Regions from separate parts of the Zea mays genome. Here all the other regions are linked to region 1. A link is a contact called in public Hi-C data. All regions are on one chromosome and are shown on one strand. The core of a region is the stretch at or near the end of the contact, and the rest is flanking DNA. Distances in the headings are between cores, read along the strand shown.

What was found. A called contact is a pair of places that touch in the nucleus more often than the background predicts.
Region 2: a Hi-C map of endosperm shows a contact between it and region 1, with 2.9 times the contacts expected there. The contact joins the promoter of LOC103653701 here to the promoter of LOC103653698 in region 1. A contact is called at or near these places in 3 of 25 Hi-C or Micro-C datasets (bundle sheath, endosperm and tassel).
Region 3: a Hi-C map of tassel shows a contact between it and region 1, with 3 times the contacts expected there. The contact joins the promoter of LOC100273702 here to the promoter of LOC103653698 in region 1. A contact is called at or near these places in 2 of 25 Hi-C or Micro-C datasets (endosperm and tassel).

Annotation. Positions count from the first base shown.
Region 1 is chr4:134,536,399-134,540,718 of Zm-B73-REFERENCE-NAM-5.0, forward strand. It overlaps LOC103653698 (protein trichome birefringence-like 33), which reads left to right and starts at 2,737. Exons shown (of 1, transcript XM_020552170.2): 1 at 2,737-3,975. The coding sequence starts at 2,764. The coding sequence ends at 3,321.
Region 2 is chr4:134,804,202-134,808,710 of Zm-B73-REFERENCE-NAM-5.0, forward strand. LOC103653701 (ARM-repeat/Tetratricopeptide repeat (TPR)-like protein) reads right to left here and starts at 2,172. Exons shown (of 4, transcript XM_008680532.3): 1 at 1,693-2,172; 2 at 1-415. The coding sequence starts at 352.
Region 3 is chr4:135,003,863-135,008,441 of Zm-B73-REFERENCE-NAM-5.0, forward strand. LOC100273702 (putative protein kinase superfamily protein) reads left to right here and starts at 1,417. Exons shown (of 8, transcript NM_001360295.1): 1 at 1,417-1,760; 2 at 1,880-2,009; 3 at 4,258-4,416; 4 at 4,513-4,579. The coding sequence starts at 4,286.

The DNA of each region.
Region 1 (4,320 bases), core at 1,487-3,986:
TGTTTATTCTTCTAGTAAAAACTTCCCGGTTGGTCATTCATCCTAAAATTGTTTCAAGTTGAGCACGTTTAACTTTGAGGTTCTTTTGTACCAAGCTTACAAAAAGAAAGGCGAACCATGTTTGTATGGGTACTCTATCGATCCTATTAAAACCTGTCCCAAGACACAACCCACCTGGACTAGGATATCATATTATTTCGCCAATCTCGATCCCGCCTAAATGTTGTCCCATGTGACAAAGTAAGAAGGAACAATGGCCACCAATATAAACCTCTGCTCCTGAACAGTCCAGAAATAATTCCTCACACTCGCTCAAATATACATTTGTGTATTTAAATTTCTAAATATTCCAAATATTCAAATTTTGGAATATTCCAAAAATTCAAATTTTTGAATATTCCAAAAATATTCTTTTTTCCTTTTCTTTTTTTAATTCGTATGATTATAAAATCCAAAACTCCTTCGTCCAAACTCTGATTTCGATGGTTCTGATTTCTAAATTCCTATCAGATTATTGTCTATCCAACCATGTCGTCCCTTAAGTATGGTTCATAATCTAGAAAATTGCAAAAAATATTCTTGTCTCATATTCCGCATGTAATTCCTTATTGAAACTAATTCCTTCGTCACTATTCTCATAATCAGTAAGATCTACTGTACTAAACCATATGTACCTAGTTATAAATATACCTAGAGAGTTACCCTCTCCCTCCCTCACCCTCAGCATCCTGAGCCAAGGCAAACCCCCACGCACTCAGTTACCCTGCTCTACCGACTATACTTCTAGTGTTGGTTCACCTCCAATATACTCTTCGGGTAAGCATCTCCACTCCGTAAACACAAACTCTACTCGAAGCTATATCCACCCATCCACTATAAAGCCCAAAATTTGTATAAGAAAAAAAATAATAAATAAATAAAGAAATAAAATAGTAAAGTGAGATATCTCCAATTTATACTTGAGCTTTGGATTTTGAGGACTGAAATTGCGAAACAAAGAATGAATGTACAAATGTTTTCTATCCAACTAAATGATTATTCATTTCATAAAAAATGAAACATTATAAGCATTTATTTAAATGAGTATTGATGCATAACGATAGTATTAATTTTAGATGACTCAAATCAAAACTGGACATTTAAAATTTTAAACATAATTTGAAACTCAGAAAAATAAATAATAGGAGGTTTGCATATTTATTTGAGTGAATACTCCTTTCATCAACACTATACTTAGAGGCATTTATTAAAGTAAGTAATAAATAAAGAAGTAAAAGAAAACTTTGCATCATGGTGGATATTTTTATTGTGCATGATAACTTTGACCCTAAGTTTGAATTACAAAGTCGAATTTGGAATGGAAAATAAAAATAGAAAATGAAATCTGAAAAGGAATAAAGAAAAATGAACTCCTCGCGCTTTGGGCCGAATTTCATGCTTCCGGCCCACTCACCTCACCAGCCCACCGCGCCCTGCATCCTTGACCCTATGCGCCTCCTTCCCACTGACCGCCAGGTGGGCCTGTGGCCGCAGCCTCACTCCCGCCGCCAGTCGCTTTGTACGCGCCGTCTGTCTCTGGCATAGTGGGCCCGCCCTGACAGGGGCCTTCTTCTTCCCCAACTAATTTCCGCCATCCGCATGCTGGCATGGTCGAGATCCGCTTCGTCGGTCTTCTCCAGGCTTGCGTTGAAACTGATTCTCGCTTCTACTGTCACCTAGATCTGCGGCTCGGCCTCCGGGCTATAAAGACCAAGCGCGCCCGTGGAAAAAAAGAATAGTAGAGAGAGGGAGAGAGATTGCTGTCGTGGTGGCCTTGCAAGCGTACCAACACCGAGGTCTGGGCGTTGGGTTCGGGTGCTTCACCGAACCTTGGAGGTCACAACCGGGGTGTCACCTGGGCGGATTATGCTCCGGACCGCTAGCAATTACTCACCGGGTTTGAACACTGCCGCAGTTTCGCCATGGTGCGTGGACAGCCTGGTCGGCGCCCTAATCCTCGGTAAGATGCGCCTTATCAAGATCTCCTCGATCTCCTCTTCAGTTAGCACCTATCCGCACGGTAGTCGGGCACTAGAATGCGCGTGTGGGTTGCCCCGGCCATGGCGCCGTCGGGTATTGGGTCGCGCCGCCGCGACTATGGAGGGCCGCGGGGACGACGATCTCGCTACCGTCCGATTCCGAGTGAACGTCTACGATTAGATCGCAGGTACCGCTTCAACCTGATAGATCAGAACCGTCGACTCACAGATAGGTGGCCATGATTTAATCAAGCGTACCCCTTCGTCTCATAATGATCTGGTCGTTGATCGAGTAGTGGACGACAGGGATTATGTCGCGGATACCCCTTTCGGCTTTTTAAATCTCAGCCCTCTATTTCTGATCGGGAGGCTCAGTTATGCCGATACCCCTTTGTCATGGCTATTTTTTTAAAAGAGCCCTCCTGAAATTTGAAAACAAACCCGCAGTCCATCTGTATACAAAGATCATTAGGTCCTTTATTTCTCCAAACAACCCATGCACTTGTGAATATTAGCATACACAATCCAGAATTAATAGGGATATCTGTACTAACTATTAAGGGGGCAGTGTAGACTGCCCCCGCTCTCTACCCCACGCACAACTGTCTCCCGCACCGCACGACCAGCCGTCCTCTACACGCCCGCGCGCAGCGGACGCCGCGAAACCCTCGCTCCCTGCCCGCACCCGCAACAGCCTCCCGCACCCAGCCAGCCCCTTCCCCAGCAGCAGTCTCCAGCCGCAGCCATGGCCAAGCCACCGCCGCCCACCTCCACCTCCGACCCCGCGCTCCCCACCACTGCTACAACCACCTCGTCGGCCCCCAAGTCGTCGTCTCGCCCTAGGCCCCGCCCCCGGGGCCTCCTCGATGCGCTCGCAGCCTCCGCGCGCTCCCTCCTCGCCTCGGCGCGTCGCTCCCCGGTCACCACGCTAGCCGCCGCCTTCTTCCTCCTCGCGCTCGTCATGTACGGTGAGGACGCCCGCACCATCGTCGAGCTCTCCATCGACGACTACCTCTACCCGGACGCCGACCTCTACAACGTCTCCGGCCTGCCGCCCCTCGCGCTGCCCCCGCTCACCTGCGACCTCTCTCGCAGCAAATGGGTCTTCGACAACGTCTCCGTTCCGGCGTACCGGGAGAAAGACTGCACCTTCCTCACCAAGCAGGTCTCCTGCCTCCCCAACGGCCGCCCCGACGACATGCGGCAGTACTGGAGATGGCAGCCCAACGAGTGCTCCCTCCCCACGTACGTCTTCCTTCTCCTCCAGATCGCATCTTCCATGCTCAGTTGGCCAGTTGTGTGATTCGATTGATTGACAAGAAGGTCACGGTCGTGGTGTCGCCGACGCCGTCGTCGTGGCGGGCGGAAGAGCTCGGGGCGGCTAGCAAGCTGAGCCCGCAGGCCAAGCGGAAGGTGGTGACCAGGCTGGCGTCCCTGCTGCCGCTCGCAAGCTGATCAACATCGAACCAAGAGGAGGGACTCTCTCCGTCCGGCTCCAAAAAGTTTTCCCTTTTCCCCTCCAGAAGATTTCTATTTCCCCCGCGTTCGTCGATCCGTCCGAGGGCCGGCTCCAGGTGTTTTAGCGGTTTTCCGGCGCCTCGGAGCAGAGAGTGAAAAAAGAGAGAGAGAGAAACGCCTCCCTTTTTCCGTCGAATTTTTTTCCTTTGTTTTGTTCCTGCGAAAGAACAAAATTTTCAGTTGTCCGCGGCCGGGGGAACGGGAGGAATCTGGGCAGATTTGGGTTCCCTGTCCTCTGTTCTTGGGAGGGAGGGAGAGAAACTGTGAATCATCACTACTGCTATGATCTATAAAAGCGGTTGAGTACTGTATCGTGTTCATCAGGTCATGTGAGGCCTGTGACTTCAATTGAAAGTACCATAATTACTCTGCAACCACTATTTCTGTTTGTTTGTTGCTGTTCTCTACATATACTCCTGCTAGGTCTGGATCAAAAGCAAGCAGCTCAGCCAGAAGCCGACCATTGTTTTTGGTATACCGGCTTCTAATACTTATACAAGATTTTTATCTTTATACATTACTGCCGAAACAGTCCAAATAGCCTCTAACCTCCTGCCATTGTTGCAAACACAAGCAGGGCATTCAGTTGGTGCTATCAGGAGCTATGCAAGCAGAGGATATAAAGGAGCCATGCAAGCTTTTAGTGGTGCTATCAGGAGAAGCTGCAAAAGAATATGCTGGTACTGCTCTTGTCTTTACGCTGATTTAACCTTCTGCGACTTAGAAACAGGAAGCGACATTCAGTTTTGTATCCATGAGTTATCTTGTTGATATGCAGTGAAGT
Region 2 (4,509 bases), core at 922-3,421, 270 kb after region 1:
CACGCTCTGCAAACTCCTCCATATTCATTGTGTATGATCCAATTATGTGAGCTGCATAATATGGGATGTAAATATTCTGATCATGTGCAAGCCAACGCCTGTTTTTCAACCCTTTCCATATAAGAGATGCCATGCATTCAAATATGCCCAAGTTGATGAACTCGGGATCATTTGGGTGAGCCATTGCTGTGTTCCAGAGACCACTAATAGGGAGAACTTGACCATCATCGTCTTGGGAAGGAAGTTCCCTAAAGTACTTTAACACACTTGCTCTTCGTTTACTAGGGTTCGCCTCCTTCATGACACAAAAGAAACATCCAGGATAAGGGCAATCAGATTGTATCTTGTCCATGGGAGGGAAGCCAATCGATACTAGAAGTTTCTTTAACCAGAACCTCAATGATCACACTTCAGTCTGTATCAGAACAAACCATGAGCAAATTATACACAAAATTCTCCAGTGAACAAGTTAAAGGACTACTGTTCGGCTGCCTGTTCTAGCAGCGCTGCCAGCTGCAATTTTCACTGCAGCTACAGTAATTAGTGCCTTGCACCATAAACCGTTGTAGCAGCAGCTGCCGCAAAACCAAGCAGACGAACAGCGTAGGAAACTAAATACAACAGAAAGCAAACAACTATGCCATTTGACAAAGTGTATTCTTCCTACAATCATCTGATAACTTGGCAACCATCGGCAAGCAGATCTGGAGCACAACAAGCAACTTCAGCAAAATTAGGAAAGCACTAGAGTGTTGAAACTTCAAAAAAAGTACTATGTATATATCACGAGAGACGATAACGCGATGTATAATTAATTAAATTATTTAGAACATAAAAAAAAACTCGGCCGGGGAGGGATAGACCGCCCTCCCGGTTTTAGCCCAGGGCCGGCACTCAAGGCACACTCAACCCCTCCACGGGCTGAAGAAGAGACCTTAACACAGGTCCCGACCGAGAAAATCCCAAACCCCCTCTCCAATCACTCGCGGGTCGTACCGGCCCAAGGCAGCAGGCTCCCCCCCCCCCCCCAACACACACACATGGGTGAGAAACCTTGACCCCCCCCACCTGGTGGAGGGACAACGCCTCTCACGCCACCCGGACACCCGGTCCTCTATTTAGACCATCTTCAGTGATGATACTAGTGAATAGATGGACTCTAATTTGTGTGCAGTTTATCTGCTGTATGAACATTGGTTTAAGTTCCCAAATAAGAAGTAGAAATTTTCAGAATAAAGTCTTCTGTACAGAGTAACGTAACCTAAACAGAAGGTGAGAAATTTAATCAATTTGCTATGTTTTGTTGGTTTCAGGGACATGAAAAATGGGAAAGTGAATTCAACACTCAGGAAAGGGATGCACCGACTTCGAAGTCAAGTGGTAGACACCATCACTCTAAACCTCTCATTGGCCATCCCCCACTTTCAAATTGCATCTAGAGTTAGAATAGATCAAAAGTATGAGCTGAGGAGTGAATTATCAGCTCAAAATTTTTACTATCGTCCGGAAACTTGAACTCGCAGCTTGAATTTCAAAAGCTTTGAGCGAGTGGCTGGAACTTGCAGCTACGGAAAGGAGTTCCTAATAATCTGGTAGCTGGAGAGGGGTTTCAAGCTGGAGATTTGAAAATCCCGGCGGCGACATGAACCTCAGCTACCAATCTGAACTCCGCACAGAGAAATGGCACCTTACCAGCGCATTCCAACGCGTCGGGACTCGGACGCCTCCGTAAGACAATGGCGGCGGTCGGCGCCGCCGGCCACGCGCAGGGCAGGGCAGGTGGTGGCGCCGGGGCAGTGGGGGGAGATGGCCAAGCTAGGGTTTGGCGAGGGGGCGCGCGGAGGGGCAGCAGCGGGCCGTGGGTGCTGGGGAGGAGAGCAGGGAGGAGGGGGATGGGCGAGCCCCGCGGATCTCCGCGAACACGACGACGACAACGGCGGTGAGTCGCGCGCGCGCGTGCGGTTTGAGGAGCATAATTGGGCGGACGAGGCGATTTGGGGAGGGCGCGATGGCCGATGGTGGCGTCGGACGGACTCCCAGGTCGGGGGCCCACGTCCATTTACGGCTAGGATCGAGCCGCGGCGCGCGCGGTCCACGGGGCCGATGCGTCGGGTCCGGCCATGTGACGAGCGACGGGCGGGCCTCGCCACCCACCCACCCAACCCAACCCATCACCGGTGTCCACGGTCCCCCAGGCCAGCCCCTTCCCGTCACGCTCACGCTGCTCCCGTGCGAGCGTTGGACCCGCGTAGAGCCGCCGCCGGGACCGCGAAGCAGCGGCAGGCCGGCAGCAGGGTCCATCCATGAGTCATGAGCCCCCATCCCGTCAAACCAAATCATGGCGCCCGACACGGCCAAGGGCCCGCCCTAGGCGAAAAATACATATTTTAGTTACTTTTGAAAAGTTATTTTACAAGTAGGCCCTTCATAAATTTATTATTGGAAACAAATCTAAAACTCATCGTATAATGACTTTCTTTTCTACATCATTATATAATCCATCAATTATTTTCTTTTTTTTGCAAAACCCACCAATTAAGGCAGTGTTTGGTTCAGCTTTTGGGCTGATTTTGGTGGCTAGAAGCAGCTTTTGGATGTCAAACGCACCGCTTCTGGGTCAGCTTCTGTTGACCGCGCTTTTGTGAGAATCGCGCTTACAACGATACTGCGGAATCGGTCATCGGGCCGCGTCTCCTTGCAGCCGCCTCAGATTCTCAGTGTTTGACTCGAATATCCATTCCTCTGCTTAGCAGTTAGGCTTTCTGTTGTGGTGCTCATACACACTAATGTAAATGTTGTTAATTAGGAAGCAGATCCCAGTGTGTGCACGTTGTACAGTTGACACTTGGTGTGGAAGAAGGTATAACTATCTTGTACTTTTGTATCATTCGTTATTAATTTGTGGCATATGTATTGAAGTTCATATTTATGTTTGTGCAGGTAAATACTATCTGGTGAACTCTACTAATCTTAATTGTCGGCGTTTCGAGACCGGGGGGTCCCTAAGCCGACGAGTGAGTGCCGCGTGCCCCAGCCCAGATGGGTCGAGCGCGTGGGCGAGCGCGAAGGGGGGAAGCGAGGTGGCCGGAGACGGGCGTGAGAGAGGTGGAAATCCCGCGGCCTTCGTGTTCGTCCCGCGCCCAGGTCGGGTGCGCTTGCAGTAGGGGGTTACAAGCGTCCACGCGGGTGAGGGAAGCGAGCGGCCCCAAGAGAGCGCATGTCCCGTCCTCGTCCCCGCGCGGCCAACCTTCTCTAAGAAGGCCCTGGTCTTTCCTTTTATAGGCGTAAGGAGAGGATCCAGGTGTACAATGGGGGTGTAGCAGAGTGCTACGTGTCTAGCGGAGGAAGAGCTAGCGCCCTAGGTACATGCCAATGTGGCAGCCGGAGAGATCTTGGCACCCTGCTGGCGTGATGTCGTGGCTGTCGGAGGAGCAACGGAGCCTGGCGGAGGGACAGCTGTCGGAGCGGTTGGGTCCTTGCTGACGTCCCCCTGCTTCCGTAAGGGAGCTGAGAGCCGCCGTCGTCACAGGGCTAGCGGGGCGCCATCATTGCCTATCTGGCGGAGCTAGCCGGATGGGACACCGGTCTTGTTCTCTGCGGCCCGAGTCGGCTCGGGGTAGGGTGATGATGGCGCTTCCTGTTGACGTGGCGGGCCTGTGCCCTTGGTCGGGCGACGTGGAGGCTCCTCCGAAGCCGAGGTCGAGTCTGTCTTCCACGGCCGAGGCCGAGTCCGAGCCCCTAGGTCGGGCGAGGCGGAAGTCGTTCGGCAGAGGCCAGGGCGGAGTCCGAGCCCTAGGGTCGGGCGAAGCAGAGTTCGTCATCTTCTGGGGCTGAGCCCGAGTCCGAGCCCTGGGTCGGGCGAAGCGGAGTTCGTCGTCTTCTGGGGCCTAGCCCGAGTCCGAGCCCTGGGTCGGGCGGAGCGGAGTTCACCGTCTTCCGGGGCCTAGCCCGAGTCCGAGCCCTGGGTCGGGCGGAGCGGAGTTCGCCGTCTTCCGGGGCCTGGCCCGAGTCCGAGCCCTGGGTCGGGCGGAGCGGAGTTCGCCGTCTTCCGGGGCCTAGCCCGAGTCCGAGCCCTGGGTCGGGCGGAGCGGAGTTTCCTATGGCGCCTTTGGCAAGGCCTGACTGCCTGTCAGCCTCACTCTGTCAAGTGGCACTGCAGTCGGAGTGGCGCAGGCGACGCTGTCCTTCTGTCAGACCGGCCAGTGGAGCGGCGAAGTGACGGCGGTCACTTCGGCTCTGCCGGGGGGCGCGCGTCAGGATAAAGGTGTCAGGCCACCTTTGCGTTAAATGCTCCTGCGATTCGGTCGGTCGGCGCGGCGATTTAGTCAGGGTTGCTTCTTAGCGAAGGCAAAGCCTCGGGCGAGCCGGAGATGTGGCCGCCGTTAAAAGGGGGGCCTCGGGCGAGACGGAAACTCCTCGGGGTCGGCTGCCCTTGCCCGAGGCTAGGCTCGGGCGAGGCGTGATCGAGTCGCTCGTATGGACTGATCCCTGACTTAATCGCACCCATCA
Region 3 (4,579 bases), core at 167-2,666, 470 kb after region 1:
TCTATTTACAAATAAGTAGTGACGGAGGAAGCAGTGGGGCGGACGGGGCTCAAGCCACCCTATCGTTCCCGAGTCTATGGAACCCTACTAAAGCCTCTCCTACAATTTAAAACGTACAAATATAATGTAGAAGAGGTCTCATATACTATATCGATTTAGTTCAACCTCTTCTAAAACTTTTTAGGGCTCCGTCCCTATAGATAGGAATGAAATGTTGCTAGTTGTTGGAACTGTCCTGACACGTGGTTAGGTGGGTCCAACACTCAGGAGACAAGTGGGATCAGGTGCACAATGAGACAACAAGCAAAGAACTGTAGAGCTTTGTTATGCTTGCCCCATCTGTATAGGGTAGGGTATTTATAGGTGACCAGGAGGGGTAATGGGTCCCTAAGTACTGTTACACCCCTAGTTACCTGCTATATTCCCAGAATATTTCTCTCAACGAGTCATTACAATGGGTGGAGTACCGTAATCCGGTCGTACTACAAAATCTACCCGCAAGGGGGCTTACAAGTGGGCCTAGATGACAACCGGGGGGGGGGGGGGGGGGGGGGGCGGAGTCCTCGGCTTCTTCGTAGTCTCATGAAGTCTCAAGTCTCCACCTGCGTGTCGCACCCTTGGTTCAGCGAAGTCAGCGTCGGAGGCAGAGCCTCCGTGGTTCAGCGAAGTCACGTCCTTGCCTTCGCTTGGTCCGGGCATCACCGTCGGTGAAATGCCTTGGGGGAAGGGGGTGACTGGGGCCCTCTGCTTAACTCCCTTGTGAGAAGTCGTGTGAAGACTGCTATGTGTCGAAACTGAAGTACCCTTCGTCTGATGCTCATGTGTAAAAAATATTTTTTTGTAGTCGGATTAGATAGATCGAGGTCAAGTTCAGCTTCCGCCCCAACATTAGTTCCTGGTTTTCCCATAATCCTACATGCATATCCGGTGGCAGTCGAAATTAAGGCTACATGGAAGAATCAAAAGTTTCAGCCCAAAACTACCAAAGTTTGTCCATCTGATCTACTATAGAACGAAGCCATATTCGACGGAAATGTACAATTATTTTATAAAATAGTCCGAGAAAAATGAGATTGCACGTGAATTACAAGATTTTACTTTAGCCACTATATATGTTGTCGTAGTTATTTTTGTTTAAGAGTGTCACTTTAGACCTAGTTTAGATACTCTATTATTAACCCTAATCCACATGTATTGAGGTAAATTATGGTGTAACTTAAAGTAATTTACACCGTAATCACCTCAACACAGTAATCAAACAAAGCCTTACAGACGCACGTAATCGTCGTGATGAGCAATACTTGTTTTGTATTATGCCATTATTTTACATCGCGGGTATTTAGCGGTTTCTCACAGACGTTGTAAATATGGCCACAAATTAGTAGCAGCCCACTGCCCACCGAGGCAGAGTAGAAACCCCATCATGCCGCATCACGGCATCACGCGCGTGCCTTCCTCGACCCTCGCTACTGCTACTGTCTCGTCTCTTGCTCGCATCGTCTGGGGACCGCGGAGCGGCGGCGGCGTGGCGCAGCGGCACGGCAGCCTCCCCCTCGCTCCTCCTACTCCGGCTCTTCCCCTCTCCCCCTCAGCCCTACGCCCCTGCGCGGCTGCGTGACCTGCGTCCAGCCGCAGCGGCTGGTGCCCATCGGCGGCAAGTAGCAGAGCAGCAGCAGCCGCCGGCGGTCCTCCCCTCCCCCTCGGCCTCGCTCCGGCTCTCCCAGTCCCAGCTCGAGCTCCGTACTGAAGGTTGAAGCAAGGTGAGCACAGCCAGATCCATTTCTTCAGAGTAAGACTTGAGATTTTATTTTATTTTATTTTTGCATCGCGTATATAGCATAGCCAGCCGTTAAATCCTGACTCCGCCACTGGTCCCCAGGCCTCCATCTTTGAGACCCTCGCGGGCGACGAGCTCTAGTCTTCTGTTCCTGCTGTGCGAGACGGAGCACCCAAACCCAAGCTATTTATATTCGGATCTGATCTGATCCAATTACAAGTGTAGTTTACACGTACTGTGCCTACAACCTCGATTTTCCGTCTCCTCTTTGCAAAGAAGTATTGAATGTATACTGGGTATGCGTCCTAAATTAAGCTGCGTGCTTATTGTAGAAGCCGCGCATAAAAAGGTGGCCCTTCTGGAAGGATCGCGCGGGCCAAGCATGTCTATCACCATCATGAGTAATACCGGGTCGTGATGCAATGGCGTGCGCTGTTTTTTTTTCGTGATAGTTGGTTGACATGAAAAAAATTGCTGTAGTTTTGCTGGACCGCGTTCAGGCCACCCACTGGTTAAGTTTAGGTACCCTTGCATTTGCAGTGTTTATGGAATTTATTAGGCTTCTAGTACTTCATTCTTTTTTTTTTACTTCTGCTCGAGTAACATTCTAGTTCTTCTCTAGGTGGTCAGAGGTACTATCATGGTAGCCTGATGTGGAATTTAGTCTAATGTGCATGATCATTCTGTTGCATTCATTTCCGTTGATGTGCTGTGTCTTTTCTACTGAACTTGTGAATGCTTCCAGAGTAGATTTTGTCAAATACAAAGGACCTTCTAGCACACAGCCATTTCCTGCTAGGTTTTGTTAACGTGTACTAAGCTATTGTGTATTCGACAAATGCTATTTTTGGATGGTATTCAATCGCTGCTTCAAACTATAAAGGTATACCTGGGCCTCATGTACACACCATTACTTGGGCACAGGTAATAATGTTCAACCTAGAAAAACCCCATATATTTGCTGAATTCTACCTTTTGGAAATATCCAAACGTACCGATGTATTATGAACACCCCCAAATAACTTCTACAAGGAGAAACACACAGCGCAGGAGGTACTTCCGCCACTGCCCCTAACAAATCTAGATCGGTGTCTTTCCCTGGTCACCAGTTGGCGTATGGCAATAGCGACCCTTTGTGGCGTCTAAAAGGATGTTCACACACTTCTTCACTGTATCCACTTGCCTCTTATCTCCTTCCTGTTTCGTGCGACTGATGACGATCTCAGGTGAAGGCGAGTAGGCGACCTTGATCTCCTGGTTGGATGTTAACATTGGGGGTGGGGTGGTTGTGACCCAATCTGCGGTATGGTGGCCCTACAGTCCAGTTCCGGTGTTGGGCATCTACCTTTGGTGCTTCAATGACGGTCGAACGGCATAGCAATGTGGGTGCCATGTATGATGCTGGTGTATACCCCACCTGTCGGCGCCACTGTCTCTGGACGCGCTGTTGAGGCCTTTACTCACTTCTCGTTGTGGATTCATCTGAGTGAAAACCTAGTACTGGTATATCCGGTCGCGCGGCGATGGAGTCTTCAGATGTCTCTCTCCTTGGAGACCTCACATTAGGAGGTTCCTCATAAGGTGATAGAGGTGTGACATTTGCCGTTGTTCAAAAGTGGTTGTCTTGCACCTTGGGGACATGCTGTTGCCAGGTTCTGAGTATGTGGTGTCTCCAATCACGGTCAGTGTCTTTGTTAGATTTGTAGTGCCTTTTGTGGGGGTGGTGTGATGTTGGTTTTTTTCCGCTTTGTGGTCAGAGCTCAGTCAGCATCTGGAGTTGTTCTTCACCTATGTTGGATTTGGCTCAAGTTTAGATTCTGCTTTCACCCATTTTATTGTGAGATTTGTTCTTGTGGAGGAAACACCATGAAAAAACTGCTAAAGTTTGACTACAGACTGAGCACGTTGAAGATTATTATTACTACTACTATTACTATTATTATTGCTGTTATTATCATTATAGGTTTTATCTTTTGGAGATGTATTGGCTATAAGTCTTTAGGTCGTATGCCTATCTTTGTAGCGATGGGTGTTTTTTTGTAACTTCTGTGGTCTGATGCATCCATGACAGGGGATGATTGAAGCCGGAATAAATCTTTCCATTATCTAAAAAATTACTTCTATATTATAGGTATAAACTTTTTTAAAAGTATGTATTACATGATGAGGTATTCCACCATTTGTATCCACTGTTCACTTCTACCAACTTTGGAATACATATGTATTGGAAAACTGGAATCTGTAGAATACATGACACAGTATTCATCTGTTGTAAGATGGTCTACTCGTGCTAACCAACTTTGGAATAGTTTGCAAAAGTAAATAAATTTGTCGGATTCGCAAAATCTCAGCCTTTCTACCTATATATGTTGTGTAAGGTTTTCTACCTGCTCTTTTGGAATTACCTTTCTACCAAACCTCAAGTACTTTCTAAAAGTTGACCTTATTTAAGTTTGTAGTCGGTTCATGTGACCCCACAGGACCCAAAACAGATTGCCGCCATCAAAGATGGAATCTGGGAGCACGTTCTATGGAGGGGAAGGTCTCTCCATCGACCCCAAGTGGTTTATCGACCCGAAGCTTCTCTTTGTTGGGCCACGCATCGGCGAGGGCGCTCATGCAAAGGTCTATGAGGGGAAGTAAGGCACATTTTTTTGATCTATCGTCTCCAATTTTCTGATTCATTGTATCAATTTTCTCCTGATCGAGCACTTATTTGATGCTGGGATTTGCAGGTATAAGAACCAAAATGTTGCTATCAAGATTGTGCACAAAGGGGACACCCCTGAGGAGATGACCAAG